Linked DNA regions of Mus musculus: region 2 is linked to region 1. A link is a contact called in public HiCAR-type data. All regions are on one chromosome and are shown on one strand. Each heading gives the region's core, a stretch centred on a gene start, on an enhancer-like site or on the middle of the called end of the contact. The rest is flanking DNA. Distances are from core to core; before and after follow the strand shown.

Region 1 (5,223 bases), core at 96-2,595:
TTTTCTTATTTCTGTCTCTGATAAAAGTAGCAGTCTTATTGTCATGTGTGTGTGTATGTGCATGTGTGTGAGAGAGAGGGAGGAGACAGATGATAAGGACCACACGTGTTATGACATGATGTGGAGGTAAGAGGTCAACCTGAAAGAGTCATTTCTCCCTTACCTTCACCTGGCCCAGGGATAAAACGTAAGTCATCAGGCCTGCACAACAAAGCAGGTACTTTTCTACCTGCTGGGCTGTCTCTCTGGCTGCTCATTTCTTATTTCAACACAAGTAATAAAATAACAAAGTACTGTGTCCTGAATGCCTAACTGGGCCCTGCTCTTACCTTAGTTCATCTTAACTTCAAAATTATGTCCATAATGTACACTGTGACAGTGTACTTATGACTATTGAAGGCTCAGTGAGCTAACTGCTCAAGGGCCATGTGACGCAGAAGTCCTGATCTGGTTCCCATTGTTGCCCACCCCTCAGACAATCTATTCACTTAGTACCTTGGTTCTAGGTGAATGGGCAGTCTAGTCAAGGTACTAGATCCTCCTGGCTGTTACCAGCAACATGATACAACCGTAGTGAGCATCATGGCATCTATGTCTGCATCTAGAGACGGATGGAGGAAAGCCTGTCAGCCTCTGCCTACCTCAGGGCTCTGAGAAGTTCAGGAGTGGTGCCCATGGTGGCATAGGGAAAGGCCAAAGGGGTCTCTGTAGCGACCCAGGGGTCCATGGGAAGAGCCACATGTAAATGGCTTACCGTTGTATACCGGAAATCTCTGTGTATCTCTTGGGGGAGTGATCAGATCCAGCACATGAGCAACGAAGGAGCAGTTAGCTCGTTAGTGTGAGTGGCCTCGCTTCAGAACTTTCGTGCTTAGGTTTTGCTAACGCTCTCGAGGCAGTTGGCAAAGCAGCATTGCAGCCCTAATAATTATAACTCCTTCAGCTTCCCAAAAAGGTTGTGTGTAGGGGTGATTCGGGGAGGGGCAGTCAAACCCAGGGCCTCAAGGATGCTAGCCAGGGAAGCACTCTGCCACTGAGCCACATCCCCAGCCCGGAAAAGTTTAACTCAGTGTGTAGGTTGTGTAAATGAAAACTGTTTACAGAATTCTAGATGGTATCAATAATCCATACTTGATCTAAAATAGTAACAGGGAAGGTCTGGGTAGTTACTCTATACCATTTTAGAAATATTTTTTTTTTCCAGATCTGAGGACCAAACCCAGGGCCTCTACCACAGAGCTAAATCCTTAAGCCCTTTAGAAATGTTTTCTACTTCTAAGGCAGTCTCTGCTCCCTGCTGGGACATGTTTCTAAAGATGACCTTTGTAAAAGTTCTAGCCCTATTGTAAGCTAACACCATTCTCTTGTTGGGGGAAGGGAGGGTGGTATTTTTGAGACAGGGTCTCTGTAGTCCTGACTGTCCTAGAACTTGCTATGTAGACTGGGCTGGCCTCAGACACACAGAAATCCACCTGCCTCCGGAGTGCTGGGATTAAAGGTGTGCACCACCATGCCTGGCTGCTAACACCATTCTTTTTTTTTTTTTTTTTTTTTTTCAAAGATTTATTTACTTTTATATGAGTACACACCAGACATCAGACACACCAGAAGATGGCATCAGATCCCATTACAGATGGTTGTGAGCCACCATGTGGTTGCTGGGAATTGAACTCAGGACCTCTGGAAGAGCAGTCAGTGCTCTTAACCATGTTACCACTGAGCCATCTCTCTAGCCCACTAACACCATTCTTTTTTTTTTTTTTTTTTGGTTTTTGGTTTTTGGTTTTTGGTTTTTGGTTTTTGGTTTTTTTTTTCAAGACAGGGTTTCTCTGTATAGCCTGGCTGTCCTGGAACTCACTTTGTAGACCAAGCTGGCCTCGAACTCAGAAATCCGCCTGCCTCTACCTCCTGAGTGCTGGGATTAAAGGCGTGCACCACCACGCCCGGCAAAAAATTAGTTTTTCTTTCTTTTTTTTTTTTTTCTTTTTGGGTTTTTGAGACAGGGTTTCTCTGGCTATCCTGGAACTCACTCTGTAGACCAGGCTGGCCTTGAACTCAGAAATCTGCCTGCCTCTGCCTCCCATTCTTAAACAGCCATTAAATTTGAAAAGGAATCAAGACTAAAACTATAAAGTAGAACTTCCTTCCCTGGTCTGTCTCTGAGCACGGTTGCCCTCCTGTTTCTCAGCAGCTTATTTTTTTCCCCTAATAGATCATATTTGCCAAGGAGTGAGCCCATTGGACTTATATACAGAACGGGCCTATGGCAATTGTTCCTGTCACTCTACTTCCCTTATTTAGAAAGCATCCCACCCCCGAGTTACTAATTTAAACTTACAATCTCCCCAAAAATCAAATTCCAGAATTGGGCGTGTGAAACAGGAGGCTACACGTGGGGGTGCCCATGTAATCCCAGCACCCAGGAGATAACTCATGTGGTTTCTCCCTCATGTTTGTGCATAGAGCAGAGTGCAGTCTCTGGTGAAGCCTGAAGCCTCTAGGTTCATCTGCTAAGGGGTTTTCCGTGCCTTGGGCAATTGTTAGGTGGCGCAGGGTGGGGCTGGCGAGTTCTTTGAGTATTTTTATTATGTATATGTCATCTCTGCATGTATGACTGTGTACCATGTACCTACCTATATCCATGGAGACCGGAAGCAGGCATTAGATCCCCTGGAACTGGAGTTATAGAAAGCCATGAGTCACCCAGGTCCTCAGACTTAGCAGCAAGCGCCCTTACCACTGAGCCATCCCACCTGCCCTCACATATGTTTCTAAACATTGTTGATAGAAAGTGTGGTTCCTTGTGGTCCAGAAAAATTTGAGAGATTAGTCGTAGTTAAAATCAGGTTCTTGAGCGGGTCGTGGTGGCAAACGCCTTTATTCACAGAGGCAGAAGCAGGCAGATTTCTGAGTTCGAGGCCAGCCTTGTCTACAAAGTGAGTTTCAGGACAGCCAGGGCTACACAGAGAAACCCCGTCTCAAAAAAAAAAAAAAAAAAAAAAAATCAGGGTCTTGAAGACAAAAAGCTTTTTTTTTTTCCTTCAACCTTTGCACAAGAATCTATTAATGTGGCATGACACGCCCAGAGATTTAATGGCTCCTCGTTTATTTTAAGCGGGACAGCACACAATTAGCACAGAGCCCCACTGACCCCGGGCCTGTAGCCAGAGGTCAATTCCCAGGCGCTCTTTCTTCTGTAGGGCTGTAAGGAATCTAGTCTAGGAGCTGCGCCCTGATGGCCGTTTGTTACTGGTGGAGAAGTTGGTATGAGTGTCACAGTTTTGCTTACCATAACTCCACATCACTCTTCCTCAGCAGGGGAGCTCTTGCTCTACAGAGCCACCTGTGGGTTCTGGTCTGTTGTCCCTTATCCCAAATAAGTAGTCTCAGAAGCGATTGCTGCATCGTTGGGAAGGAATGTGGTAATTTTGCCATTCCACACATGTCTCTCCTACTTAAATAAGCTGAAAGTGGAAGAAAGACATCTCTCACTTCCTGACGCTTAATATCTTGGCTAGTTTTATGTCCCAATACTGTGACCGAATTACAAGACACATGTCCACTCTCCTTTCAATAGAGTAACGCAGTAGTAACCAGAGAAACTTTGATTCCGTGCTAGGAGCCTGCCTTTTAAGAAAGCAACCTTTAAAATACAGCAGAGCCCCAGCCACTAAGTCAGGTGCCACAGTTTACATTTAGTTCATTGTTTGAGATCCAGGGTGTCATTGCCCACTCGTGTGTGACAAAGGGCGCCTTATTCCCGTCTGTGCTCAGAGGCCTTTGTAGCCGTGATACTCCTACACTGCAGTCCTATCTACATAGCACCACGTGCTGGGCCTTCTCTTTGCCCTGCTTCAGCCTCCACACTCCAGGGCCAATAGGGCAGAGTGGTCAGTGAGAACTGCAGGGGGGCCCATGGGTGCCCCACCTGGCCAGCATATAAAGGAGATTGGCACTAAGGTATTAGGCTCTTCTGAGATGAAGGAGTCACAAGGAAGGACTGTAGGCACCATGTGAAACATGGTTTCTAAGCCATGCTGTGTATCTGTGTCGCTGGGGGCTTGCTGTGGTCCCAGGCTCCCATCCAGCAGACCTATGGCTCTGAGTTCCCACCAGGCTCCTGGGCTACTGCTGCTGCTGCTGCTCCACAGCCCTGGCTAAGTGAGGAGAGTCCGTAAGCAGAGACAGGAGTGAGAGAGGGCAGCACGGGGTAGGAACCACATTCCACCTTAGTAGTTCTCTGCAGAGAATGGTGGGACGGGAAGAAGCAGAGCCACTCTGCAGGCCATCTTAGGAAGAGTGTCTGGGGACCAGCAAGGTTTCTGCATGACACAGAAGTCAATCTGGCCTCTGAAGAGCCAGAAACCAGCTATCACCTCTGCCTGACGGACAGACAGATGGGACCGGAAGATGGGTGCCTGTTAAAGCAAGCGCAGGAGACCCCGAATCCTGAGACACACAGCACAGATCCTGCGAGCAGTGTGTTAATATGGTAACCTGCGTGCTTTCTTGATACACTTGGGTCTTCTGCCACAGGGGACAAAATGGCAGCACTGAAGGTCTTGGTTTAGCAAAACAGTAAAGAACCGGATTCTGCCCTCCGCTAGCCATGGCCAAGAGTACTTCCCTTGATAACTTAATGTCCTCTCACCTTGCTGGACATAGACCTGTGATCTGAGGACTTGGGAGATAGTCACAGAATGATCAGGAGTTCAAGGTCGTCCTGGGCCACATGAAACTATTTGGGGGGGGGGGGACAGTTCCTGGCAACCCACATACAACAAAAACAACAAAATTTAAAAATCTATAAAGTCAGATGTAAGAAAGTGTCTACGTCAGAGGGCCCTGGAAGGACTGAAGCTGGCTGTCATCCATGTAAAATACACAGAGCACCATGAACATGTCGAGCAAAGTCCAAAGGCTGTGTGGTACTTAGTACCTTAGCCACCTTGACAGTATAACTTACCATCCCTAGATCTCACCACCTCCCCCATGTGCCATGGAAATCATATAAATGCCTCTTCAAGGTTGTTAAGGAAGGAAAATGGGGGCTCAGTGGTTAAGAGCACTGACTGCTCTTCCGAATGTCCTGAATTCAAATCCCAGCAACCACATGGTGGCTCACAACCACCCGTAATGAAATCTGACGCCCTCTTCTGGGGTATCTGAAGACAGCTACTGTGTACTTACATATAATTATAAATAAATCTTTTGAGGGAGAGA
Region 2 (5,257 bases), core at 1,212-3,711, 150 kb after region 1:
AGAAAGAAAGACTTACAGGGTTATTTTCTTTTCATCTGCTTTGGCCTGGGACCACCTGCACCACATCATTTCTTGCTGAAGATGGATAAGTGCAGGTTGTGTATATTCCTCTCCACTGAGGGGTGCAGAGAGGGTGGTTTTAATTTTTTTAAATGTCTTTATATAGATGAAATCAATAGAATTCCTTGTTTTCCTGAAGAATTATTTGTTATTTTCTGCTCATTTTGACTGCTTTTAATTGTTTAGCATTTGTGTGTGAAGGGAGTCTGCTGCTTTAAGTAAACATTAGTGTGAGTAAAAATTACTTGGTGACACCACTAAGTATTTGCCTGATCCCAATAGTTCTTGATTAACAAATTGGCCAGAGTGAAATTTTATATGTAAGCATGATTTTGGTAATGTTCAGCATAGAGAACTTGAAATATAATTTTCAATGTACAACAATAAATGTTTTTTGTTTTTTTGTTTTTTTTTTTTTTTTTGGTTTTTTGAGACAGGGTTTCTCTGTGTAGCCCTGGCTGTCCTGGAACTCACTTTGTAGACCAGGCTGGCCACGAACTCAGAAATCCGCCTGCCTCTGCCTCCCGAGTGCTGGGATTAAAGGCGTGCGCCACCACGCCTGGCTTAAATGTTATTTTTTTTAACAAATCTTTTTTTTTTTTGAGTGATGGGGCTGGAAAGATGGTTCAGTGATTAAGAGTACTGGCTGCTCTTTCAGAGGACCTGGCTTACATTCTCAACACCCATATGTCCATGGCTCATACATAACTGCCTGTAATTCCAGCTTCCTGAGCTCTGATGTCTCTTTTGCCTTCTCTAGAAGCCTGCACATAGCTACAGTACAGCGCACTCACGCACATACAAGTAAAAATAGATAACAAAAAACAAACCGAAGCCGGGCGTGGTGGCGCACGCCTTTAATCCCAGCACTCGGGAGGCAGAGGCAGGCGAATTTCTGAGTTCGAGGCCAGCCTGGTCTACAGAGTGAGTTCCAGGACAGCCAGGGCTATAAAGAGAAACCCTGTCTCGGAAAAAAAAAAAAAAAAAAAACAAACCGAAACAAAAGCTTTTAATCCCAGCATTTAGGAGGCAGAAGCATTAAGATCTGAGTTTGAGGCCAGCCTGAGTTCCAGGGAATCTTTTCTTTCTTTCTTTCTCTCTCTCTTTTCTCTCCCTTCCTTCCTTCCTTCCTTCCTTCCTTCCTTTCTCTGTCTCTCTTTCTTTCTTTCTTTCTCTCTCTCTCTCTTTTCTTTTTCTTTTTTCTTTTAAAGTTTTACTTATTTATTATATGTAAGTACACTGTAGTTGTCTTCAGACACACCAGAAGAGGGAGTCAGGTCTCATGATGGATGGTTGTGAGCCACCATGTGGTTGCTGGGATTTGAACTCATGATCTCTGGAAAAGTAGTCAGTGCTCTTAACCGCTGAGCCATCTGTCTAGCCTCAGGGCATCATTTTAAACATCAACCTTTATCCTCTACATGCATGTGCCTGTATGCAAACATACACATATACACACCATGCACATGGAAAAGGAAAACACGGGAATAGACCTGCTGAAAAACTGAACTTTGAAAACCAAAACTGGTGATACAGAGCTATAGAGAGAAACCCTGTCTTAGACTGGAAAAAAGGCAAACAAAACCAAAACTTATTGAATGAAAGTTAGATGTAATACAAAAAACTATAGGAATTGGTTTTGTGTGTGACAGAGGGTGGTGCTTGCGTGGGCGTGGTTATCCATGCATGTGTGTGTTTGTTGATATTGGGTGTCCTTGATCTCTCTTGTCCTTGATTGGGTTTTGATTTTTTTCAAATGCTTTTTACCTTTATCTTTTTATTGTATGTGTTTCACGGTGTTTATGTGGAGGGCAGAAGAAAACCTGTGGGAGCTACTTCTCTCTGCCATGTGGATTTTGGGTCGGTCTTTAGGTTGTCAGTCTTGACCGCAAGCCCCCCTACCTCCTGAGCCATGTTGTTGACCGCTCCATTTTAGTTTTGAGAGTCTCTTCCCGAATCTGGAGCTCACAGGTCAGCTTACACTGACTGGCTAGCAATCAGCTGGGATCTTCCAGCCTCCATCCCTCCCAGGGTTGGAGTTACAGGTACTCACCACTCAGCTTTTCGGTGGTGCTCCAGTCTTTGTAGTTAAAAATGAATAAATCCTGGCGTGGGGTTACGACCCACCGAATGAAAGACACACACAGCCTTTATATTTTAATATGCCTTAAGTAGCTCAATAGCTGGGCAACTGCCTCCCCTCCATGCTGTTAAGAGACCACTTTCCCATCAATAACTCCAAGTGACTACTTACTAATTTCTAGGTTTCATCCTGGCTGCTCTTAATTCCAATTAGTCAGCCCTCTGGGCCACGTTCTCTTGGCCCAGAGCCCAGGGAGCTCTCCTTGCTTCTCTACTCCATGGTGACTTCCATCTCTCTCCTGCCTGTTGGAAGCCTTCCTGTGGCTCACAAGAAACACCTGGGAGGCAAGCAGGGGCTGAAAAGGGAGGGGAACTAGGCGGTCGAGAGAAAAATGGAGCTAAGTCAAGATTCCTGATCAAAGCTCAAATGTTTAATGGCAAATGCCCTTATAAAGTGGGGGAGGCCCATTCCCACCAATTCATTCTTGGGGCCTGGAACCAGCTGCAGGTAACTATGTGCATGATAGGGTGTAGTCTCCGGAATAGTGGCCTCCCAGCAGGTAGGAGTGTCTTGAAGGGGAACAGAGGCAGTGGCTGAACAATAGAGTGATCTAGGGAGGAAGGCTCCTCCCTAGGTAATCTTTGTGGCATCAAGGTCAAGGTCTGGCTTAGCCTGCTTCAGGCTGGGGGAGGTTACACCTGCATACTCTTCTAAGAGTGTCTCCCCCTTCTGCTTCTTTCCTCCGTCCAGGAAACCTAAACCCCGCCTATGTCTCTTCTCCCAGCTATGAGCTGCTGGCATCTTTATTTACCATTCAGAATTAGCTGGGGGCTGGTCCCTCAGTGTTTCAAGGGTGGACTCTCTCCTGCAAACAGTTTGGGGGGGGGGCAAATTAACATTAAAATACAAACAGAACTAAGTCAAACCCACTCCAGGTCTTTATGTGCACAGCTAGCACAGTACCTGTGGCGTCTCCTTCACAGCCTCCGAGGGGATTCTGTCGCTCACAGTGCTGCTGTGAAGTATCATTGTTGCTATGACTTGTTGGATCCAGGAATAAGTTAAGATTTTGCAATTCTCTCTCTAAGAATTCCCCTCATACTTGTAAGGAATTAAGTCATTGTTGCTAATATCTGAGTGCCCGCTTACAGTTGTGCTTAGGGCTTTAGTGGAACAGGAAAGCGCGGCTCATTAAACCCCCTGCAGAGTCAGCCAGCCCCACCCAGTGGAAGGGAGGCATTTACTCTAGCTCTGGAGGGGTGCAGCTCCCCTAGTTTTGGATGCATCTCTCAGTGACTGCAGCATCACTTTAAAAAGGTATTTGGGGCCCTGTGAGACAACTCAGCTAGAAAAGGTATCTGTCACCAAACTTGACACTGACCTGAGTTCAGTTCCCCAACCCCACAGGGTGGGAGGAGAGGACCAGTGTTTGCTAATTGTTCTTTGACCTTGCCACCTTGACTCATGCACTAAGCACATACACACACACACACACACACACACACACACACACACACACACGCACACGCACAGGCACACGCACACACAAACACGCACGCACAAATTAAGATAGGTCCATTACTACTGGTCTCCAGAAACAACAGAGGGGGATGGAGCCCTTGATGGATGGAACTGAAAGAAATGGTTGTCATTTACAAATGAGGCTCAGGCTGGACTGTTTAGTAAGCAATACACGTGTTTCTCATCTCACATAAAGTCTGCATGGCACTGACCAGAATCCCAGAACTTAGCAGATGAAAGGGGGAGGTGAGGAGCCTGAAGCCCACCTGGAGTAGATGAGCTTTTTGTCAGAAAATTGACTCTGTGTGTGTGTGTGTGTGTGTGTAAAACACACACACAACTGCCTCTTTTTTTTTTTTTTCAAAGATTTATTTATTATATGTAAGTACACTGTAGCTGTCTTCAGACACTCCAGAAGAGGGCTCAGATCTTGTTACAGATGGTTGTGAGCCACCATGTGGTTGCTGGGATTTGAACTTCAGACCTTCGGAAGAGCAGTCGGGTGCTCTTACCCAACCCACTGAGCCATCTCACCAGCCCCACAACTGTTAACCTTTTTTTTTTTTTTTTTTTTTTTTTTTTTTGTCCTGGCATGATATATTTTTAATGGGACTTTACATCCTTCTGGGGTTCTTTTTTTTTTTTTTTTTTTTTTTTGTTGTTGTTGTTGTTGTTTGTTTGTTTTTTGGTTTGTGGTTTTTTGTTTGTGTTGTTTGGTTTTGGTTTGTGTCTTTTTTAAAGGTTTATTTATTTATATATACAGTGAAGACACTGTAGCTCTCTTCAGACACACCAGAAGAGGACATCAGATATCATTACAGATGGTTGTGAGCCACCAGGTGGTTGCTGGGATTTGAACTCTGGACCTTTGGAAGAGCAGTCAGTGCTCTTAACTGCTGAGCCATCTCTCCAGCCCTCTACATTCATCCTTTATGATAAAATTAACATCCTCCTGGCTTGTTGTTTAGTGAGATAAAGTTTAATAGTATAGCCTAGTCTTAATTGGAACCTGAGACCTTCTTACCTCAGCCTCCGAAGGCTGGAATTATAGGTGATGATAAACAACAACAAAATGATTAATCATATTCATATTAGCCACTCAGGCATGTGTGTGGGTGCATCCTGGAAGTATTAAAGTATTCAGAGAGGAAACTGTATCACCAAATAGTTCTTACATTTTTCCTGTCTTAGGTGGGTGGTGGTGTCCCACACCTTTAATCCCAGCACTGGGGAGGTAGAGTCAGGTAGATCTCTGAGTTTGAGGCTAGCAGAGTGAGTTCCAGGACAACCAGGGCTAGCTACCCAGAGAAGCTGTCTCCAGAAAACAAAATTTTAAAAGAAGCTTAAAGTTTCATGGCTTTATTTCACATTCTGCTTTTGAGCTCCTTGTTTGCATCCATTGTAGCTATGTGGAAACTTTCAATGAAAGAGAAGCCAAGAGTAGCTTACTGTTATCAAAGAGTCAGCACATCAGAATATGAGCAGAGCGTGGCTTCTGGGAAGCCTGGGGTTTGAATGTCCACCATGAGCTGGGTTATGCTCTCTGTAGTAATGGTACTATTGTTAGCAGGAGGAAGTGATTGGTGGCTAAGA

What was found. HiCAR-type assays count read pairs that join an accessible place to other places.
Region 2: a HiCAR-type map of embryonic stem cells shows a contact between it and region 1, with 2.0 times the contacts expected there. The contact joins two enhancer-like sites. A contact is called at or near these places in 6 of 39 promoter capture datasets (the 3T3-L1 cell line, 3T3-L1-derived adipocytes, cranial neural crest and 2 more), 1 of 15 datasets of contacts at CTCF or cohesin (large pre-B cells), 13 of 484 Hi-C or Micro-C datasets (CD4 T cells, CD8 T cells, the G1E-ER4 cell line and 6 more), 5 of 115 datasets of contacts at active chromatin or transcription factors (acute myeloid leukemia, embryonic stem cells, extraembryonic endoderm stem cells and 1 more) and 1 of 9 other capture datasets (adipose tissue).

What each region holds. Positions count from the first base shown.
Region 1 is chr10:4,142,241-4,147,463 of GRCm38.p6, forward strand. All of the region lies in intron 26 of Mthfd1l (methylenetetrahydrofolate dehydrogenase (NADP+ dependent) 1-like), which reads left to right. Among named protein-coding and RNA genes, the nearest start is that of Gm25369, 25 kb to the right of the region's middle. Within about 2 kb of position 1,346, at least 11 of the 459 cell types and tissues checked have an H3K27ac peak or open chromatin away from gene starts, as enhancers often do. A contact at or near this core is called in embryonic stem cells, where this site is marked.
Region 2 is chr10:4,286,995-4,292,251 of GRCm38.p6, forward strand. All of the region lies in intron 1 of Akap12 (A kinase (PRKA) anchor protein (gravin) 12), which reads left to right. The region is part of intron 4 of Gm40592 (a long non-coding RNA gene); the gene reads right to left. Among named protein-coding and RNA genes, the nearest start is that of Gm40592, 21 kb to the right of the region's middle. Within about 2 kb of position 2,462, at least 14 of the 459 cell types and tissues checked have an H3K27ac peak or open chromatin away from gene starts, as enhancers often do. A contact at or near this core is called in embryonic stem cells, where this site is marked.